Regions from separate parts of the Danio rerio genome. Here region 2 is linked to region 1. The links are chromatin contacts, called in public Hi-C maps. All regions are on one chromosome and are shown on one strand. Each heading gives the region's core, a stretch centred on a gene start, on an enhancer-like site or on the middle of the called end of the contact. The rest is flanking DNA. Distances are from core to core; before and after follow the strand shown. Region 1 overlaps znf271 (zinc finger protein 271). Region 2 holds the start of f13a1a.1 (coagulation factor XIII, A1 polypeptide a, tandem duplicate 1).

Region 1 (4,465 bases), core at 1,960-4,459:
AACACGGAGAGTCTGAAAATCCAGCAACAGAAACTGTTGCTACTTCACACACTTCACTTTAGAGCTACTATTTGAATGATTCTCTAGCGTAATGTCTAAAGTGATGACAAAATAGGTGATTTTGCTCACACTTTAAGATTATAAGGCTGAAAGGCACGAAATGCCATCAGTCTACAGAGATTTACCAGTATTTCTCAGTTGCAATCGGGAGATCACAAATACTTAACCCTGAAAATGTCAAAGCAAACACTACCAGAGTACTATGGTATAAATACAGCACAACAACATACAAGAGAGATTGACTTAAGATGTCACTTACCCATTTATAATCATTTAAAATGTACGCAGAAAAAAAATCAGTTTTTTTTCTCCCATAAGGACTTATTATGCAATCTCTGCCGCCATCTTGTGGCGGACCGTGAACTGTCTTTGCTCTACTCAGTATGACAGGCTGATGAATGCCGATGTGCTGCATCTCAGAAATTATGAATATTTAAAATAGCCACCAATCCTTATAAATAAACTGCATAGTTGCAATCTAAACAACTACATTCTCGCCTAAAAAAACCTCAAAAGTGCATTATGTTGTTCAACAGCTGCAATATATGTCGAACTGTAGTCCTCTACTTGCCACTTGTGTGGACGGAGTAACACACAAGGGTGAAGAGGCTGTACGACTGCTGATATATTAGTTTAATATCTCACGGCTATCAGCACACACTAAGTAAATAGAACTTTTTTATTTTGGATGTGTTTAATTGTAATTAATCGGTTGACAGCACTACTAATTAATGACTTTCTGAATTAATCAATGAATGTAACTGCACTGTATTTTTATTTTTGCAGAATTTCAAGTGAAATCTGAAGAAAACGACTTTGCTATAATGGATGAGGTGAAGACTGTTACGGTCTCCTCGTGTCCGTCCAGTCCTATGACTCTAAAAGAGGAAAAATAAGTGCTGTGGATGGAAACCAGGAGTTCTCTCCTGCCAAACACCACACAGATCTTCAGTGTCTATTCAAGACCGCTCCATTTCTGATGCCAAATAAACTGTTTTTGAGAAATATTGATAATATTCAAGACTTACTCCAGAACACTTCAGTCATCATGAATCCACACAACAGCAGTCCATGTGGCTTTTTTAGTTAGTTGCCATAGTCGAGGAGGAAAATATACATTCGCTTTTTTGTGGTAAACCTTCCCTATCAGATGGAACCTGATAGAACTTTCCATCCATTCAGAACATCTCAAACATGACCTACATCTGTTTAGAATCTCCAGAGATGTACAGTTGAAGACTAAAGACTGAAATTTTAATAATATATATGTCGGATCTGGTGGGAAGGTCAATCTCCGATTCCCGAGGCTCTGTACTGTTTGTGGAAATTCAGAATTGACCCAAAACAAACGATCAAGATTGGATAAGATTGGCAATGAAAATTCAGAAACGGGGTTCAACTTGCATACTAAAGGCTACAGAAAATTAATGTAATAAATAAATGAACCAATAATTACCTAATTGGCTAAAAGAAGACAAATTTTACCTACACATTTTAAACATTTTAACTTAACCATTAAATAATTTTATTCAAATATTGTGCAATAACTAGAGCAAGACACAATTTGGGGTCTTTTTTTTTTTTTTTTTACTATTTTTGCAGAATTTTGTAATGGATTGATGGAGAATGATCTTAAGTAACTAAAAAACTTAATACTTTAAATAAAAAATAATATTTTAAATGTAATATTAAGGTGTACAATGCAAATTCAATTAGAACCACTTGTTTGGTAAACAAAGCAAGTCTTGCATCTACTAAAAGACAGCAAATATTACTTTACAAAGCGTATTGTTCATAAATCATATTAACAGTTGCAAATTGCTCAATATTATTACCAAAATTAACATATAAACAATATATATTTATATATATATAAACCTCTACGCAAGTAAATGAACAGTATTTATATTGCATTAAAGCATATTTTACCATAACATACATGATTCTGGCTCGTAGGCAGGGGGTGGTTCGGGTGGTTTAAAAGAACTACCCACCCACTGACATAGGTTCAGTATTTGTCATTGGTCCAGAATTTTTGCCACTGTATTCTCATTTGAACTATTGTGACTGCTATGTCATCATAAATTGTGGAAATAACCCATCAAAGGTTTTAAGAAAACGCACAATATGACATAAGTGAAGTCAACTTTCACTATTGACCGACTGTTGTTTTCTAAGTAACCTAACTTTAATTTTAAATCTTGAACCTTATTCTTGAAAGAAAAAAAAACTATAAAAAGGTCTGAGGCACCAAAAGCAGCCTATTAAAGTTAATTTTAATACTAATTAGTATAAAAATCCACAATCAAAGTTTTCAGGGGTAGCTTAAATAATGTGTCGGTGCTCTTTGTGTAAGGGATTCATCAGAAAAAACATCAAAATCAGTCCAAGGCACTCAAAAAATGTGGAAAAAATAATAAAAAGCCTTTATTGACACGGCTGTTCCTTAAAACTGTGGCTACATCAGGTTACCCTGATGAAGTCAAGTGGTATCAAAACTTGTGTAGGCACAGTTTTAAGAAATAGCCATGTCAGTGAATGCTTTTTAATATTTTTTCCACATTTTACAAGTGCCTTAGACTGACATGTGCTGTTTATACTAATTAAGCTGTTGTTGTTGGATGAATTTTCAAGAGAGGCTAGAAGAAAATCGTGAACAAGCTAATCCAACTAAAATAGTGCTTAAAATTCCACTTATTGGAGTATTTAAACATCATAATTAATAAAAAAATGAGGTGAATAACTGCAAAAAAAAAGTACACATTTTGAGAAAAAAGAACCACCCTTTTAACCAGGCTGGCTACGGGCCTGTGATTGTGTACTTATGAGTAAGGAGAAAATGAGTACAGAAAAAAATAAACAATCCCAGAAAATATATGGTTATGTCAAAGCAGTTATACATGGTTTTGAAGATAATTTATAAAAGGACACCACATGGTAGTGAACTTTGAAATTGAGTCTGTATCCAAAATCGATTCACCATACCTCTCAAATAATGTACTATTTAAGTTAGCAGAGATTTCTACTCGTGTCCAAAATCATAGAGGACAATTTAAAGTGCATTAAATCAATCCCACAATGCACAGTAAGTACACTCGACAGCTAAAAATGTTTATCTAGAATGCACTGCGAGAGTTCGCGCCAAATTAACGTCCGCGTCTGACCACAAGATGGCGTCTAAAGCGCGATGCTGTCAGAGTAAGTTTAAAAATCCAATATTATTCAAAGCAACGTTTGTATACACGATAAGTTTGTGTTTCATTGTTGATAGACAGCAGGCTACGTGTTGAATAACTATCACATGTTTTGACCTGGAAGTTTACAATACAATCCCTCTGAGAGAGCAGCAAAACAAACAAAAGTGCGCAGATACACTCGTTCAAGTGGACTAATGTAGGGAATAGTGAATGAGGCTAGGCTACAAGGGACGATTTGAGATACAGAATGACTCCTATTTTTCTTTACAAACACAAAAGCTAGCATAATAATCCCAATTAATTAAGATCAGATGTTTTGTCTTTGCCATGATGACAGTACGTTCATATTTCTCTATGACACTAGTATTTAGCTTACAGTGCAATTCAATGGCAGGGTTGTGTGGCCAATCGTAAAAAGGGGCTAACAATATTGACCACAGGAGTTTTAACATATTTTTCAATTTTTATTTTTATTTATTCCACCCAAACTAAAAGAAATTGTACTTTCTCCAGGAAAAAAAAGTAAATACTGTGAAAAATACTTTGTTAAACATTACTTTGGAAAATAATTATTTAAAATAATTAAAATTCCACACTCATTTTAGTCTTCAACTGTACATAAACTGTATGATTTTGACCAAACTGTTAGTAGAAAGTAGCCGTGGCACCTACTGGGAGTAGAGTTTCCATCAGGTAGACGATTGTGTGACTCTAGGCTGCAGACTTCAGTTCCAGTCCTCATCAAACTCCTCTATAGGTTCCAAGTAATCCCGAAGACTTTTAGATTAGGTTGATTATTAGTGTTTGTATCAAAGATATACTGATATCCTAGAGTTCAGCTCCAAACGCCTGCATGGAAGTGTGTGTATTGAGTCTGAAGGTCTGGATCATCTCCTCCAGGTGTGTTTAATCATGATTAAAGCTCAACTCTGCAGGACTCTCCTCAAGCAGAAGAACTCAACTATTATTCTACATTTCTGTGTGATTTAGCTACTAAATATGTGTGATTGTTATTTTATGCATTCCCTGCTCTTTAGATTTACTTTGTGTTCACAGCTGCATTTAATATGTTTCAAGATTTTTTTGGTAACCCCCATGAAAACAGTAAATATTGCAGTTTCTTTAAACCATACTATAGTAAAGTGTATTAAATTGTATAGCATCTATAACTCTTTGTTATGAATGCTGCAGTAGTGAGCTTCTAAATG
Region 2 (4,768 bases), core at 1,781-4,280, 150 kb after region 1:
GTATTATCATACTTGAGCTCTGAGCTAATTATCATAAGATCTTTTACCTACTAAAAATGATAGATAGATCATCAATTGGCAGAAAACCTGTCATAGGTCTCCCAATTAATTTACATATCAATATCATTGCACTGAACTCATTCATTCATTCATGCATTTTCCTTCGGCTTAGTCCCTTTATTTATCAGAGGTCGCCACATGCACATGCAAACTCCACACAGATTAACCAACTGGCCCCGCTGGGACTCGAACCAGTGACCTTTTTTCTGTGAGGTGAAGATGCTAACAACTGAGCCCCTTTGCCGCCCTGCAATGATTTTGGATTGATTATTATTATTTTGTATAGATTTTACGTTTTTGAGCTGCAACCCAGTACTGGAAAACACCCATACACTCTCAAATTCACACACACAAGTACACTATGGCCAATTTAGCTTATTCAATTCACCTATAGCGTATGTGTTTGGACTGTGGGGGGAAACTGGAGCACCAGGAAACCTCCGCCAACACGGGGAGAACATGGAATCTTCACACAGAAACGCCAACTGGCCCAGCTGGGACTCGAACCAGCGACCTTCTAGCTGTGAGGCAGCAGTGCTAACTGAATAATAATCTTAATCAACATTATCTGTGACTCAAGTAGGGATGAGAACAGTAAATGGCTCCATCTTTTGCTGTATAAATAAACTTGCCTTGCCTTAACTTCAAAATTGAATCCCCAAAGCAATTGTTTTAAACTTTCAGATCTCCAGCTTATCACTGGAGGTTACCAAACTCAAGTGTTACTTTTATTTGATTTTGCAAACCTGTTTTTTGTTTCAATTCCTCAAAAGACGCCTTTTAAATTGAAATTGATAAACAAGGAACAAGGTCCAAGCTGACTTTTTGGGTCAAACTGAAAATGTCACAAGTTTAATTTCCCTGTATTTTCCAGCAAAGCTTTATTGACATGACCGCTGAGGCACTTCCTGATATTCAACATGGCAAGATGCCTTTATGTAATATAACTCTACAACAATGAGTTATAATTTATACTATGTAAAGTTAAAGGTCGAGTTTAGAGTTGTTTTAATCCATGGTTTGAATCATTCTTTTAGTGCTACATCAACTTGTCTCTAACCTTAATCAGCAGATAAATTATAAAACATACCAATTCCATTAATCCTTTCTCTGACTGTAGACAACTCTTAAAGCTACCCACACCACTAAACCTGTGCCTAACCAGCCCAATCTCCTGAGAAAGCATAACTATTTAATGTTTTGTCAGTTTAGTGGCCATTCATTCGAGTTCAGGTGTACGAAAATGTGGTAACACTTTACAATAAGGTTCATTAGTTAATGCATTTACTAACATTAACTAATCATGAACAACAAACGTACAGCATTTATTAATCATAATTGAACATTTACTAATGCATTATTAACATCCAAGTCCATGCTTGTTAACATTAGTTAATGCACCATGAGTTAACATGAACTAACAATGAACTACTGTATTTTCATTAACTAACGTTAACTAACATGAACAAATACAGTAGTAAATGTACTGTTCATTATTTGTTCATGTTAGTAAATGCATTCATTAACATTAACTAATGAATCTTATTGTAAAGTGTGACCGAAAATGTTTATTTAAAAGAAGGCGCGGCACAAAACCCCAAAGCCCTAAAAGACGAAAAACTCTTACTAAAAATTTGATCGTACAAAATCATACGAATTACAAACCTAAATGAAAAAGTTATGAATTGGAGTGAGATAGCATTGGCCTAACCTTAACCAATCCTTAAGGTTATAAGTAAATCAGTCTCTAACCATAACACATGAACAAATGCTGCAGTAAACACTTCAGATGCGAGCCTTTCTGTAAATTGCAGGGGTCTTACGCATGCCCTAAACATCTCCTCAGAGTATAATTTGATTTACAATAGCACGGTTCACAAACACTTTATTATTATAAATTACTATTATTTTTTTTTATGTGAGCAATCTTTAAAGTTACCTAGCAGCTAAACCTATCGCTAAACAGAATCAGGCCATAAATCTTAAAATAACAATTAATCTCTTGTTTTGTTTTGTTTTTGTGTAAGTATACAATTGATTAGGAGACCTAATAAAAATAAATAATATATAATATATATTAATATAATATATAAAATATATATATAAGAAAAAAAACAAATAAATAAATAAACAAATAAATAATATATAAATAACTATAACTATATATATATATATATATATATATATATATGTGTGTGTGTGTGTGTGAATTAATAAATTAACAAATAAATAAAAAACATATATAATAAATATATAATAAATAATATAATAAAATAATATAATAAATAAATAAATAAATAAATATATAAATAAATATATGAATAGATAAAAAAAATTGAGCTCATTAATTGTCTGAATGTTTAATAAATTTTTATTTATTTTAATTATATATAATTATTTATTATATAAATTTATTTATAGTTATACATTTTAATTATTTAAATTTTAAATGCATTTCATTATAAGTGGAGGATATAGGCCCGCCTATATCTATATGGGGAAAAAACATATATGAAAACATAATATGCTGGTGTCTACTAGGGCTTATATAATAAAACATCAAGCTTTAAGATTGATAAAGTTTATCATTTTAACCAACAGTTGTTGTCTGATGAAGAAATTACACATAAAGCATCACAAGGTCATGTATTAATTAATAATGTTAGCAAGTGTTTATACCTCAATTCATCTTAAAATGCAATGATTATCAATCTCATTATTGCTGGGACTGTTCAATACACTTCATATCTTTTACTAATTTTAAACCATAGGGGGTTGTTATCATACATGAATGTAATAATCACATCTACGTGACAGTCTTGAGTTCGCTGTGGTCATCAGGAATCAGAGGGTCACAGATTTGTGTGTCAGACTGACCTGATCTTTTGGTTCACGAAGGTCTTTGTTTTTCTCTTTAGTAAAAGAGGAAGTCCTGAGCCTTTATTAATCAGCATGAAGCTCCTGATGAGCACATCTGCCTGGAGCTTCCTCAGCAGACCATCTACTCTGACACACAGACCGTGAGTTCAGCACTTTTAATGACTCTTTATTCAACTTAAACTTTCTCCGCTTGGCTTTCAGACGTTATTGCTTTAATACTTTTCTCTGATATTCCATGAGTTCAAGTGCTCGTCTGAAATACAGAAAGTTACACTTGTTTTGATGGTCTTTCTATGTTGTGTCGACTAAAAAAAAGCAATTAGTCACTATATATAAATATGTGAGTAAACCCATTGAATTAAAAGCTACAAGTTAAAAAAGTGAGTAATTTGGAACTGTAAAATTAGCTTATTTTTTACACTTATGCACATATTTACCTAATAATTTTAAGGCAACAAGTTTACTAATTTTCAAAGTCAACTAATCGCCTTTAAATATATACATGCAAATACAACTCAATCTACTCTTATTATAAAATTAGTGCCCTATTATTGGACTGTTAGGTTAAGTAAAATAAATTAATTGATTTCTGAAAATACTCTATTAAAGATTACTATTTAAAAATTCGGTCCCACTTTCTATTAAGTGGCCTTAACTAATATGTACTTACACATGAATTATTAGTTTGTCACAATGTACTTATTGTGTAAATACATGTATTTACTGTGTACTATGCTTGAATAAATACATGTATTTAATTACATCTGTAATTACCTTTTGTAATTACATTTGTAAATACACTGTTGAGCATCCCTTACACCTTACACATTATACATTATAAACACAGTAAGTACATTGTATTTATTTTTTTTAATGTAAGTACTTAGTAGTTAAGGACACTTAATATAAAGTGGGACCAAAAATTCTAATTGTAATAGAGTATTATAGGAATTAGAAAAATTTACTATTATTGGAAATTAGAATTAACAAAGAAAAGAAGTGAAGAAATGTATAAGAATTAATAAAGTATATTGATAAAAAAAATTTAAGAACTAATAAATAACTCTTTTTGGAAAATGTGTGCACTATTATTAGACTGTTAAATTTAAATGAATGCATTTGCAAATATATTCATTATGGTAGAGTGTCCAGAATACTGACATATCGTAAATGCATATACTGTAGTAGAATGTCTGACAGAGATCCGTCCAAAAAACAAACTCTACTTATACTCCAATGACTGCAAATATTTTGACAAATAATTTACAAGGTGTTACAGATAAAAATACATGATGAATAGTTTCTGCTGTACAATAGAATGTTAAAAAAGGTGCTCCAGATTTGGCCAGCCCAGTCACCAGACATAAACATTATTGAGCATGTCTGGGGTAAGATGAAGAAGGAGGTATTGAAAAATAGTTCAAAGAATCTGGATGAACTCTGGGAGTCCTGCAAGAACGCTTTCTTTGCCATTCCAGATGACTTTATTGATAAGTGATTGCAGAGATGTATGGATGCAGTCCTCCAAGCTCATGATGGAGTCAGACACAATATTCATTCTGTCTCCACTGCAGCAGGACTTTATAATTTATACTGGACATTATTTCTGTTCAGTGACGAGACTTTTGTCTAAGCAAAGTCAGACCTTACTGTCCTAATGTAATCATTAAAAATCAAAGCATGATTAGATTTTATTTTGGTCAAATAAGCGTAATCTAGAGGCCTTTGCCTTTCATATAAGCCACTTCTGATACCAAATGATCAACTAGAAGTCAGTATTATTTGCTTTTCCTTAAACTTGGGTAGGGGACAAGACTTTTGTCAGGTT

The links. A called contact is a pair of places that touch in the nucleus more often than the background predicts.
Region 2: a Hi-C map of embryo shows a contact between it and region 1, with 2.3 times the contacts expected there. The contact joins the promoter of f13a1a.1 here to the enhancer-like site in region 1. A contact is called at or near these places in 2 of 18 Hi-C or Micro-C datasets (caudal fin and embryo) and 1 of 4 datasets of contacts at active chromatin or transcription factors (caudal fin).

The regions. Positions count from the first base shown.
Region 1 is chr24:2,429,027-2,433,491 of GRCz12tu, forward strand. It overlaps znf271 (zinc finger protein 271), which reads left to right. Exons shown (of 13, transcript XM_073941365.1): 13 at 847-4,465. Among named protein-coding and RNA genes, the nearest start is that of znf271, 28 kb to the left of the region's middle. Within about 2 kb of position 3,210, at least 4 of the 62 cell types and tissues checked have an H3K27ac peak or open chromatin away from gene starts, as enhancers often do.
Region 2 is chr24:2,582,471-2,587,238 of GRCz12tu, forward strand. f13a1a.1 (coagulation factor XIII, A1 polypeptide a, tandem duplicate 1) reads left to right here and starts at 3,031. Exons shown (of 15, transcript NM_001076711.2): 1 at 3,031-3,080.